Linked DNA regions of Hordeum vulgare: region 1 is linked to region 2. A link is a contact called in public Hi-C data. All regions are on one chromosome and are shown on one strand. The core of a region is the stretch at or near the end of the contact, and the rest is flanking DNA. Distances in the headings are between cores, read along the strand shown. Region 1 has its middle 23 kb from the start of LOC123406620. Region 2 holds the start of LOC123406353 (CASP-like protein 2C4).

Region 1 (6,410 bases), core at 2,089-4,588, 270 kb before region 2:
AATAATATATCCATTATTATCAGAAAAATGTGACGAATACAAATATGACATCATTTATTTAAAAAACAGTAATTTATAAAATCTGATTTTTTATTCTTTTTGAATTTCAAAAATCTATAAGAATTAAAAACGTTAAAAAAATAAACTACTTATTCAATTAATTTATGTTATATGTATCATATCAATCCTATTAAGATCTTGAGCATGATGTCACACGTTTCACCATTTGAGTTTGAAACTATTATTTTAAATAATAACAATTACTTAATAACACTAATATTTATTGAATAAGTAGTTTGACCAAAAAAATATAAATTCTTAAATTTGAGGATAACTTTTTTACTTTGGAATTTTAGGATTCTAAAAAAATACATAACAGCCTACGATGGTTGCCATAGGAATTGGTTTCTCATGGTGAACATTTTAATATATTAAACTTTTTTTGAGCTAAATGACTTTCAAAGTGAAAAACAATTCAAATAAACTCTAAAAAGGCTGAAACCTGACATGTTATCATCATTCCATTCACATGGTATGCGTTTAAAAGTTGACAAGGTTACGATAAAAACTGGATGCACTTCGTGTACAAACCGAACAATCTCTTTCGAAGTATCAGAGTTTCAGACGAAAATATATGTTTAAAAAGACATTTCATTTTTTTAAACTTATTTTAACTCCACACTTTTTATGCTTTTAATATGCACCATTGAAAGCCACATCATCAATTTTTAACCCTTTCGGACTTCATTTGCAATATTTCATGCATTTAATGATTTTTTTTGAGCTAAATGACCGTGAAATTGAAAATCGCTACAAATGAACTGTGAAAAGGCTGAAACCTAGAATGGTATAATCATTTCATCCACGTATCATATGCTAAAAAGTTGACACGGTTACGACAAAAATTGGATGCACTTCGTCTACATAGTGGACAATCTCTTTCGAAGTATGATAAACATAGCCCTGTTTTTTCTATTAGTGATATCATCATAGACCTGTTTTCTATTAGTGATACAAGTGGCGGCGTCCCTATGTCGATCTGACTGCACTCTTTTCACTGAAATCTTGGCAGTATATCGTGTCGCAAAGATTGATACCACAAATAAAACACTTTTTAGAAATTTCAATGCTTTCTCAATTATAAAATTAATTTTGTAATTTTTTGGAACTACGACCCAATGCATTGTATCTATAATTTTGTTGAGTTCCAATAAACTTAAGTCATTCTACAAAAAATCAAAGAAAAAACATCACACCGACAAAAAATGGACTAAAGCAAGGACAATTTAGGCACATGTAAAATAATAAAAACAAATACTAATAAACATGGGAAATAATTCTCGGCCAAACAGTCCCAGCTTTCATTTATTTTGAGTTTGAGTCCCATTTTATGTTTATTTGATTAAACAACCAATAAATATGTCATGCTATTTAATTCCAGCCCCACAAAGTCAACACTGCACCACCATGACTACTCCCTCCGTCACGGTTTAGAAGGCATGCATGCAAATTTTCTAGGACCTAGGTGGTTATTGATTGGCTGTGAAATGAGTTAAAAAATAGCATTTACACTACGCATGCATATAGAAGTAGTACAACGAAGTACTAATTAGCTGCTAGAAGTAAATGCAACGTGCCTTAATCTTTGTCTATTTTGAAAACGCACGCAAGTCTAACTGTGCCTTCTAAACCGTGACGGAGGGAGTAGTAGTTTTACCTAGACTAGAAAAGTTTCCCGGCAAAATTCCTAATGTCCTCGTCCCTGAAGGACGGCGAGGCCATCTCGTTGAAGTGCTTGAGGTCTGACGGGCTCCGGCCAAGCTGCAACGCCACTTTGGTCTCAAACAATTCGCCGTTCTCCCTCTGCTCGACGTTGGCTTCCTCCAGGTTCTCCTCGATGTCGTCTTGGATCTTTCGGTACAACCCCGTGACGTTGCGGCACAGCTCGAACACCATGCCCACCTGCCCGCCGTGCTCCACCGTGTTCACCGCCGCGGCCAGAGCGCCGCCGAGGACCGCCGCCCCGGATGCCCAAGACGTCCCGGCATCGCCGGACCCGATGAACGCTGCGGCGATCGCGGCTGTGCCGGCCAGCGCCGGGCCGGCGACCGCGAGGCCTCGATTAAGTCTCAGCACCACCTTACCGAATGACAGGTACTCCTGCTCGTCCTTGGCCTTGAGCACCCTCGCGATGCCTCTCATCTCCTCTTCCAGTTCCAGGGTCCAGCCGTTGCCACCGGTCATCGAAGCTCGCCGGGCGCCATGCCTGGTGGTGTTGGACTTGGACGGCGACTTCTTGCACGCGCTCCGACGAGCCGGATACTTCTTGTTCGGCCACCAACGCGCGGGCTCGACTGTGTCGGGGAACTTCTCCAGCATGCCGGGGAGCAGCGGAAGCGGGTAGGCGGCGTCGAGCGCGAGCACCCTCTCCACGGCCTCCTGGAAGAAGAAGAAGTCGTCCTTGGTCGCCGCCGACGCGCCGAGCGCGAGCGTTGCGCGGACGTCGCGCTCGAGCTGCCTCCACAGCCTCGTGGCGTTGCGCTGCTCCTCGGCAAGCTGCGAGGGCTGGATCTTGTTGACCGCCGCCATCGTCACGGCCGCCGACGCCAGGAGCAACCCCGCGGACGCCTTGAGCGCGAGCAGGCTCGTCGACGCCGGCGCGAGCGCGGCCATGACGCAGGCGGCGAGCGCGAGGGAGTTCGTCGAGTGGAGCAGCAGGTGGTTCCAGTTGTCCCTCTGCCTGCCGATGATGTCGTGCATCTCGACCCGGTCCGCCGCCGCCTCCGCGACCGCGCGGAGCTTCTCCGCCTCCTCCGCGGCGCCGTCGTCCCCCGTTCCGATCACGACGTCATCCTCGGCGCCCGCAACGAGGGGGTCTACCCGGCCGAGCGTAAGCTCGTCGACGCTGCTGCTAACCACCTGCCGCTGGTCGGACGTGGTGGCACTGGTGCTGTTGCTTCCGACGCCGCGCAGGCTCGCCCGGCAGCACAGCCCGCTCCGGCCAGGCGACCGCGACTTGGCCGGCAGTACGAGGCTGCTGCCGGCCAGCAGCCGCACAACACTTGCCATCAGTGCGCCCTGCCCCCTGTGGTGTATACACGTAGTCTGATGATGCTTGTTCGTTCTGCTCCATGCTCGTCCGAGGAGTGGTTATATAGTTGGTCATCGCGCGCGCGAGAGAGACATGATCAGGAGAGCCGGGGAGCGAAGGCAGGACGAGGAGGAAGAGGGTGTAGCTTGTTGACGAGGGCAGCCGGTCACGCTTGGTTGGGCTCGGTCGAGGAACGCGCCATCAGCCTCTTCATTCAAATCTGGAAAAGTTTTGGGTGCTGGCTGGGTCTATTCAATCGGATTGAATGCAACAAATAATGCCTCCGGGAGGAGCATAGTCCACCAACGTGTTACTTGTTGTCTTGACCATGACCGGGCCATGTATCTTCCGTGCCATGCCACATCACCAGACATGAAAACTCGAAGAGAAACTTATGCTCCCGTTCAGAGGATCGACTCGAATGCTACTTCCACTATTTATTGCCATTTTGGACAGTGACATGTTATTCAAAACACACGACTTTTTTTTTAAAGGAACCAGCAGGAGCTCTGCCTTTTTATATAGAAGAAGAAGAATTGGTCAGTTAATAAGAAAAACCGACCGAAAACTGATACAACAAAATTACCCACACACCGACCCCGAGGCCGCGCATCCGCCGAGCCGCCAACTCCGTTGCCCGAGCAACCAAAATCGACACTCTACAACCCTATTCCGGAGCCGTCGCTCCAACTTACAACCAACAAGAACACACACCGACCCTGAGGCCGCTCATCCGACGAGCCGCCAACTCCATCACCAGAACAACTGAAGCCGACACCCAACAACCATCTCCGGAGCCGCTGCTCCAACATCCACACCGGCCCTGAGGCCACGTTCCAACCGAGTCGATGGTTTTGCCGCCCAAGCGACAAAAGGCAACACCAGACGCAGAGGAAGTCTCCGGAGCCGCCGCTCCGACTTCCACACCGACCCCGAGGCCGTGCAGAAACCTGGCCGACGACAAAAACTCCAAAGCCACCAGAGCTGACAAGGGACCGGACCTCCAAAGGCATCGCCCCCAAGGAGGAATCGACCGAACGCGTCGATGCCCGCTGCAGCCAAGGCCAGAGCTAAGGTTTTCACCCGGAATTTGACTAAGAAGATAAGGGAGGTGAAGGGGCTCCACACGACGACGCCTCCAAGGAGGGAAACGACATCCAAAGACATTGTCGCCGCCGGCATCAACCGAGGTCTTGCTAGGCTTTCGCCCGGAGCTCACCAAACCCATTACCATCGCAGCTCGCCGACGTCCCTTGCAAGAATCCCTCATGCATCAGAGAGCCTGCCGCCACCAACCATCAGTCACACACGGCCAGCAAAAACCACACGACACCTCACGCCGTCGTAGCCGCCCCGCTCCAGCCTCCAGTTGCAGCGCCGCCGCGCTGCCATCCTCCACATCTCCGAGAGCGGCAAAGCAACACCACCGTATTTGCCGGGAGCGGCAAAGCACCGACAGCCCAGGACGAGTGGGCCCGTTGAGCCCAGATCTGGCCCAACTAGGCCCAGATGTGCCGCCGTGTCCAGATCCAGGACGCCGTCGGCCTCGTACTGCCGCCCCTCCGGCCGCTTGCGCCGCAGCCACTCCGCCTACTCGCGCCGCCCCACCACCCGCGCGCCGGCTGCGCACCGCCCATCCCCCCGCGCGCATCGGCTGCGCCACTCCGCCTCCAGCAGTCCAGCTCGCCCCGCCCGTGCCGCATACACGCGCGCGCGTCGGCCTCGCCGAGCTCGCGTCGGCCGCACATCCTCGGTGCCACCCCAAGCCGTCGCCGGTCCTACGCGTCCCGCCGAGTCGGGCGCCTCCACAGGGCCGGCCGTCCCGCACTGCTCGGACGCCTAGTGGGAAGGGATGAGCCCCGCCGCCGCCGACGCACGCACAGGCTTTGCGCGGCGGCGGCGAGGGAGGGGAGAGGCGAGGCATGGGGTGGCGGCAGCGGGGGCTAGAGTTGCGCCCGGGCCGCTCGCGGGAGCGGCAAGGGACCTCTTGCCCGAATCAAATCGGGTAAATAGGGCCAGAGAAAGCCACGCACGAGTTTCTTCATAATATATGTTTTCGTTTTATGAGGAAGCGTAGAACCATTTGTCTCGGGCCGCAATGTATATATATGGCCAATGCCTTGATGTACAAGTAGAGAGATCCTCTCGGGAGGTTACAAAAGATAAGGGAGAGAAGAAGAGATAGACAAGGATACAAGGTAAACCACTTTCCTATCCCTATACAACTTATATCCGCCGGCATCAACCGAGGTTTTGCTAGGCTTTCGCCCGGAGCTCACCAAACCCATTACCATCGCAGCCCGCCGACGTCCCTTGCAAGAATCCCTCATGCATCAGAGAGCCTACCGCCGCCAACCATCGGTCACACACGGCCAGCAAAAACCACACGACACCTCACGCCGTGGTGACGAAGGAAACCGATGTTAACTAATCCTATTAATCCATGCTTAAGGAATAGATGGCAGTTTCCATATGGAAACCGATGTTGGTTGCTGGTGCCTTCTCAAACAGACACCTTTTCATTTCTTGTATTTTATAACTCTATATATAGATGTTGTTGGGGAACGTCGCATGGGAAATTTTTTTTTTCCTACGCGCACGAAGACCTATCATGGTGATGTCCATCTACGAGAGGGGATTTCCGATCTACGTACCCTTGTAGATCGCACAACATAAGCGTTAAGAAACGCGGTTGATGTAGTGGAACGTCCTCACGTCCCTCGATCCGCCCCGCGAACCGTCCCACGAACCGTCCCGCGATCCGTCCCATGATCCGCTACGATCTAGTGCCGAACGGACGGCACCTCCGTGTTTAGCACACGTACAACTCGACGATGATCTCGGCCTTCTTGATCCAGCAAGAGAGACGGAGAGGTAGATGAGCTCTCCGGCAGCGTGACGACGCTCTGGAGGTTGGTGGTGATCTAATATCAGCAGGGCTCCGCCCGAGCTCCGCAGAAACGCGATCTAGAGGTAAAACCGTGGAGGTATGTGGTCGGGCTGCCGTGGCAAAAGTTGTCTCAAATCAGCCCTAAAACCCCACTATATATAGGAGGGAGGGAGGGGAGGAGGCAGCCTCAAAACCTAAAGGTTTGGCCGAAATTGGAGGTGGAGGAGTCCTACTCCAATCCTACTTGGAGTAGGATTCCACCTTCCCACTTGAAAACTCTTTCCACCTTGTGTTTTTTCCTTCTCAAACCTTATGGGCCTTAGTGGGAACTTATTACAGCCCACTAGGGGCTGGTTTATCTCTTCCCATAGACCATGAGAACCCTTGGGGCGTGACACCCCTCCTGATGGTCCCCGACACCCCTCCCGG
Region 2 (6,620 bases), core at 805-3,304:
GGTTTGTACCCTAAACCCAGTATGTGGCTCGGTTGGTGCCTCTGGCTTTAGATGTTAGGCTTTGGTACAATGTTTGTTTGGTTATAGGCTCGGGCTATCGACATCCTTTCATCAAGTGGTTGGGAGTAGCGACAGTTGTTGCTAAGATGGTGTCTTCGGACAAACTAATGTACTACTTATAAGGTTTTTGTAAATAATTAATAAAATGGCTGCATGTATCGTCCACATGCATAGGCGGGGTAAACCTCCTTTTCTAAATAAAAAAATGCAGATCGAACCGGTGACTCTGCTAAAGTTGCTCTTAATGTGTTCTGCTGTTGCCGTTAGCAGTGCGGCCATCAGTCCATCAAGATTCTTGTTACGCGTCGCGAGTTAAGGTTCAGAAACGACCCCGTTACGGTTGCAACCGCATGAGTTATGACCCTTCCTCTCCATACCGTACCATCAAACGATTAACGATGTACTGTGGTACGGAATTATATTTGGCGAGAGCACATCACGTGAGCAACCACTCTTCTGATCTTCTCCGCCGTTCAGTGCCTACATGACGTGCCGGATTATATCTATAACATGTCCCTAGGATAGAACTATGAACTTAAAGCGACAAGGAGTTCTTGCAAAGCAAAGCTGTCCTGGTTCGGTTTCCTAACCATACGATGCAGTTCTCCAGCGGCATTGGTGGCGAAGTGCAAAATAAAAGTGGGAGATGGCGCGGAGCGACAACCCGAGACGAACCCAAAACAGATCACCTCTCGGTAGAGGAGTAAAAACCCATTGTCGTGCAGAGGGTGATGGTAAACCGGCGACTGAGACGGGCGCCGGAGACGGGGGAGATTGCTCGCTCGCCGGCGGCGACCGGCGAGAGAGGAAATGGGGACGGGAAGGTCGAAGGAAGCGAGGCCTTAACTGGCTAAAAGTTTGGCCTGCCCGATCAAAAACGACAGGCAGAAAGGCCCATCACCACTACCGTCCTCCTGCTGCTACCTAGCCGTGGGTAAAAGCGACGGCGGAGTGTCCACGCACACGCACACGCCCGTCGCTGTAGCCTGTAGCCTGTAGCCTGTAGCCGGCTCACGATAATTCCATTCGATGCGTAGCGTATTAATGGGAAACGGTTGGGCGCCAAGCACGCGCACGCGGCCGGCCTGTTTCCTCCTTCCTTCCTTCCTGGATCGACGATCACCACGACCCGCTAGTCTAGCTAACTGATTATACTGAAGCTACAAATCAATTCACCGAAAAGTAATCAGCTAGTAGTAGTAGTTGGTTACCTTGTCGAGGAGGAAACATGCCCACGCGACCGCCCTGGCGCAGCCCCGGTCCTCGCCGCCGGCGAAGCGGCCGCCGGAGCAGAGCCGCTTGAGGAGCCGCGCGGCGTGGTACCCCGCGGCCACGGCCGCCGCCACGACCAGCACCCTGGTCACACTCACACAGCAAGAATTCGATCAGGATCGTCGCGAAACCTGGTAGCACTACATCGATCCGTGGCCGAACATGGGGCGCGCGTGGGCGCGTAGCATGTACCAGAGGGCCTCGACGTCCTTGGGCACGGCCTTCTTCCGGATGAAGAACACCGTCTTGGTCTGTGCGCTCAGGCCGAGGAGCAGCGCGGACGCCGCCGACCCCACCGCGCACGCGCCCCGGAGGAGGCTCTCCGCCCTGCCCGACGCCACCACCGCCTGCAGCCTCGCCACCGCCCCCATGTCGCCCGGCCGCCTCGCTCGATCGGTCTCCGCCTCGCTTCCCGGCCGACGTTTTGGGGAGCTCTGTGGAGCCTTCGGACGTGAACGCTCTGGCGGGGTAGCGCGCGCGGAAAGCGTTGGGGGCCAGAGCGCGTGCTTTATATCACCGATATCCATCCATCGGCTCCCATCAATTTTGATGGGGGCTGGCTGCGGTGGTGCAAAGGGGCTCGAAAGTAGTACGTGAGCGTTGAGGCCGCCATGTTTGTATGGGATTTAAATTTTTCACCAAATTGCGTTGAATTTCATGGGCTTCACTGTAACTGCACGTATGCTTATGAACCTTTGGGCAGCTTTATAAAATGCCATGGCTTTTAGAGGATGACCAGCAATTTGTGTGCTTGATTATCGTATGCTAGTGTCTATGTCATCAACCAATAATACACCACACAATGGCTCTAATCACGTGTATCTTAAGTTGGGCAATATGGGGTTCTCAATATGGCTCTAATCACGTGTATCTTAAGCAGCGGCTCAACCGGGTGTTCCTGGACAGCGTCATGAGACGGCGTGAGTTACTGGCCGTTACGCCAGGTCGTCAAAAAACGGGCCCCCTTGTCATAATAGAGGTTAAAAGGGGCGAAGAGGCGATTAGGTGTTTTTTGCAAATGATTAGGATAAAAATTAGTGATATCTGCAAAGATTTCGTAAAAAAGTGTTTTCTGCAGAACCACGCTTCAATGTAATGGTTTTTCACAATTCACTCCCTCTCAGTGAACGCATGTTGCTAGAATGCTTGGAATAAATTCAGGTAAACGGCAACAAGAATGTTAAATATGAAACTTAAACTCTTGTGGACAAGGGATACCACTGTCCTTCTAACCATTCAATCATAGGTTGGTTTGCATACTTGACTTGTTAGCATACAAATAAACCCTCCTTACGTTTTGCAAAAACAAAAACAAAAAAAAACTCACCCTACTCTATTCTCTGTCACGTCATGATGCATTCTTCATGGTAAATTTTACAATTGATGCCGCCAACAGTATGGAATTGTCCTGTTCCTCTTCTGTATTGTGCACTCACATATCTAGAGACATGATCTGGTCACGATTAGCAGAGTTTAAGACAATGAGCTGAAGAAAGACAAACGAAAAACTCAAAGCTGCAACTAAAAAATCATTCAAAGCGATGAGCATGAGAAAATAATCTCAAAACTAACAAGGTAGGCCAAACTGATGTGATTTTAGAATTAACCAGATTAGTTGAATGAAGTGAAGAGCAATCCACAATCCTTTTTTGTACAGGAAATTTGCAACATAAATGGGAATTCACCCATTAGGAAATGTGTGAATATGCGTGGCATCCTCACGTTTTACCTCCCTAAGGCCCTGCTTGGGATGTCGTTCTAAACACTATTATATTCTTTACGAAGGGAGTATACGCTGCATTGACAGAGATTGTGAACATGGTGTGAAAGGGGGTGTAGCCATCTGCGTTTGCTTACAGTTACGGGTAGCCTTCGCAGCTTTGGGCGTCAACGAGACTGCATCAAGCGTCAACCACCTCGAATACGATACACAGCAACTTGAAACATCAACTACGATTAAAATCTTATAAAAAAAAAAAGACGCTGCATCTACTACAAATCTTAGGGAGAAAAGATATCGGACTGAGGATGATTAGGAGAAAAAAATCAAAGGGGAGAGGGGCTAATTAGGTTAGGTGTGGACACGTACCTCCGTATCTTCCGTCCGTAAGCTGGCATTCGAGAAAATTAGTGACTATTGAAAAGGAAAAAAAAATGTGTGGTTCAGTTTGCCCTCCATTTGACTGGAAGACCTCCACGTCCCATCAGCTCAACTTCTTATAAATGACATGCCCGGCTGCAACAAATGGTCACTGTATGATCACTTGATAAAAGAGGCCAAGAACATAATGCCGATGCACCACTTCAACAAAATTACTGAGCCTTACAAACATGTTCTTCCAGTAGTTATGGACCCCCAACCAAGTAACAGCCACAAAAACGTAATACTGTTCAAATCAATTCACATCGTCTTCTACAGCAATATTCTGCACAAATTAAGCTAAACGGAAAAGGCACTAAACAAGAATTTATGTTGAAATTATACAAGGAAGCGGGTCGGCATTTTTTTACAAGATAGCAGAGCTGCTCGCTGTAGATTTACAGAAAACTAGCTTCAATGGCAATCACGACGAATATGTGAGCCAAAGAACTAGTTCGCAGCAACAGCAGCTGGTATTTGAGATTTCAACTAACAGTGAGCACACGCCAAGATCTTAATCATCCAGCTCAACAATCTGTGCCCTTCTCTCCGCAGCTTTCTTCCTGACAAATATTCCCCACCTCATAGCGGCCTTTATCTTGAGCCACCCAACAACGGCTTTGCCCGATGGACGGCTGGGCTCACCTTCGAAGCCTGGGGTTGGCAATGGAGATGGCATGTAGGTCTGGTAGGAAAACGTCTCGTCTGGCAAACCAGGAGAAGCTCCACCCATATTGAAGACCCTGAGCAGCTGCTGCATGTCTTCACCCTCGAGCAGTTGGTGGCTTTTCATGCGAATGTCTTCGGTGAAATCATCAGCATACTGACTATCACGGTTGTGATGCCAATTATCGTAGCTGACATTTGCTGGTTGAATTGGATGGGCTTGAGAAATTGTGTGATGCAATTGGCTGAGTTCCAGACCCATGGCATCACTTGCTGTTCCTTGATTAGAACCCATCAACATGGTAGGCGGCAAAAATGAAAAGGCCTCATCATATGGCAACGGCACATTAGCAGATGAACTCTGAAGCTGAACAGACTGTGTTGCTGTCTGGTTGCCATCATACCCTATAGAACCATTTGAGCCTGCAATAGATGAAACAAAACATATGGTTTTCAGAAACTGCTATTCCACAGTGACATCATAAAATATTTCATACACCATTTGCTTAATTTGTACTCCCTCCGACCAATAATATAAGACCTTATTACATCCAATATCCTCGCATATAAGATGTAATAAGATCTTATATTATGGAATGGAGGGAGTATATATTTAGGCTGCTCATAGTGGGAAGTATCATATACTAATATCATGCATATTATACTAGTGTATGATGGTACCTTTATAATGCATAGTATCAGAGTAATATCATATATGATCTTATTTATTGTCATGCATGACACAAAGTAGCATAGCATTTAACATGATACGGTATCAACCTATGTTACTCTACCCATCTCTCTCTTCTTTAATTCTCTGACACATCAGCACGTTTGCTATTCCCGAGTGCATGATATCGGCTAAGATACCACCACTATGGCCAGCCTTAAATACAAAATCAATGTTTCAGTTTTTCCAACGCATTAAGTCGTATTTTCCTACTTCTGAAGTAAAATCGTAAAAATACTTGGAATTCTGTAACTAAGCACTTGTGTGCTACTTACCTGCTGTAGATGGTCCTGGCATACTCGTTGAAGAAATGCGCTGTACATATGCAGCAGGAGCACGAGCCTCAGGTTGACTAGTTAATGCAGCCTTTTTCTTCGGTTTAGGGTTCAAGAGAGCTTTACCATCATATTCAATAACATACATCCAATTATCATATGCTTTCTTCACCAGCCCATCAGCAAAGAGCTGTAGCAAACAGTAATATTCTAATCAGTCAAGATTTTATGTACAAAAACAATCCTGCTAATTAGAGCAGAGAAAGCCAAACTTGCTCCTTGAAAAAAAAAGTTACTCAAAAATAAGAAAAATAAACTCATGTCACAGATTGCTTAAACACACCTAAGCATAGGGTGTAGCACATCTCAGAAATTATTGCAGTTAAAAGTAAGGCCAGAAAAGGTTCTTATACTTCGGATAAACAGGCTATACCTAAGGGTTTAACGTACCTAATGAGCATTTAGTGCATTAAAAACATATAACGGTACCAGATATTAATAGTTAATACACATTATCCATGGCCACCATTCTTGGAATATAAAGGGTGTGTGGACAGATCAAGACCAATGTGATATAAGATGAAGTCAGACATCTACATATTATTCCCTCAATCGCAGTTTCTTGGTAGTCTTTTCCCAGATCTAGGGCCCTGGAGGTTTTTCTCCTCCTTTCTCCTGATAATACTCCTGCATACATGACGTTCCTGTTCTCCTACCATAGTAAAAGCACTAACGATCCCTGAACTTCCAAAATCTAAAAGACCCGACCATAATACCGGAAACAAAATCTCTGGAACATCTCCTTCCATGTAGCATTTCCAATGGTAGGCAGGGCAAGCAAGATATGCAGACTCTGCATGAGATGAACTTCTAAGACAAGAGTGAGAGCAAAATCAACCAACTCTCAACTAATCACGTCCAAGCCCACACTCCTTAATATTGATGCCCAAACTAAAGGGCCCTAGAATCGGGAACAGAGAGCATACCAATTTCAAAACTCCAAAACAATACAAATTTAGTTTCATTATCTAGGATGGGTGCATGTTAAAATGAATGGAAACAACGTTTAAATTCAATAAAACATAACACTAGATATCAAATGCCCCCGAATATATGCCCATAGCACAAACCTTTTGGCCATCATCGAGACTTTCAGATGAATAGAATTGCTCGCCAGAAATCAACCCACAGAATGCATAGAGGTCGTTGAAAATAGCACCAGCAGTTCTGTGCTCATCAGAATAGTATATGTAATATTTTCCACTTAAGACGCAGGTTTTTGCATGTTCAACAAGAGAATCCCACATCTTGTTGGACATGCCACTTCCGAGGATCTAAAACAACAGAACAGTATACAAATTAGAACTACAACAGCAATAGATCAAAGGCCGTGGAAAGAAACGAACTATCTAAAACAACAGAATAGTATACAAATTAGAACTACAACAGCAATAGATCAAAGGCCATGGAAAGAAAC

What was found. A called contact is a pair of places that touch in the nucleus more often than the background predicts.
Region 1: a contact with region 2 is called in a Hi-C map of leaf, with 4 times the contacts expected there. The contact joins the enhancer-like site here to the promoter of LOC123406353 in region 2. A contact is called at or near these places in 2 of 6 Hi-C or Micro-C datasets (leaf and seedling).

Annotation. Positions count from the first base shown.
Region 1 is chr6H:122,982,254-122,988,663 of MorexV3_pseudomolecules_assembly, reverse strand. No RefSeq gene overlaps it. Among protein-coding and RNA genes, the nearest start is that of LOC123406620, 23 kb to the right of the region's middle. Within about 2 kb of position 3,338, at least 1 of the 3 cell types and tissues checked has open chromatin away from gene starts, as enhancers often do. A contact at or near this core is called in leaf, where this site is marked.
Region 2 is chr6H:122,706,237-122,712,856 of MorexV3_pseudomolecules_assembly, reverse strand. LOC123406353 (CASP-like protein 2C4) reads right to left here and starts at 2,054. Exons shown (of 3, transcript XM_045099859.1): 1 at 1,525-2,054; 2 at 1,272-1,416. The coding sequence starts at 1,859. It overlaps LOC123406352 (calmodulin-binding protein 60 B-like), which reads right to left. Exons shown (of 8, transcript XM_045099858.1): 6 at 6,274-6,477; 7 at 5,144-5,333; 8 at 3,698-4,561. The coding sequence ends at 3,987.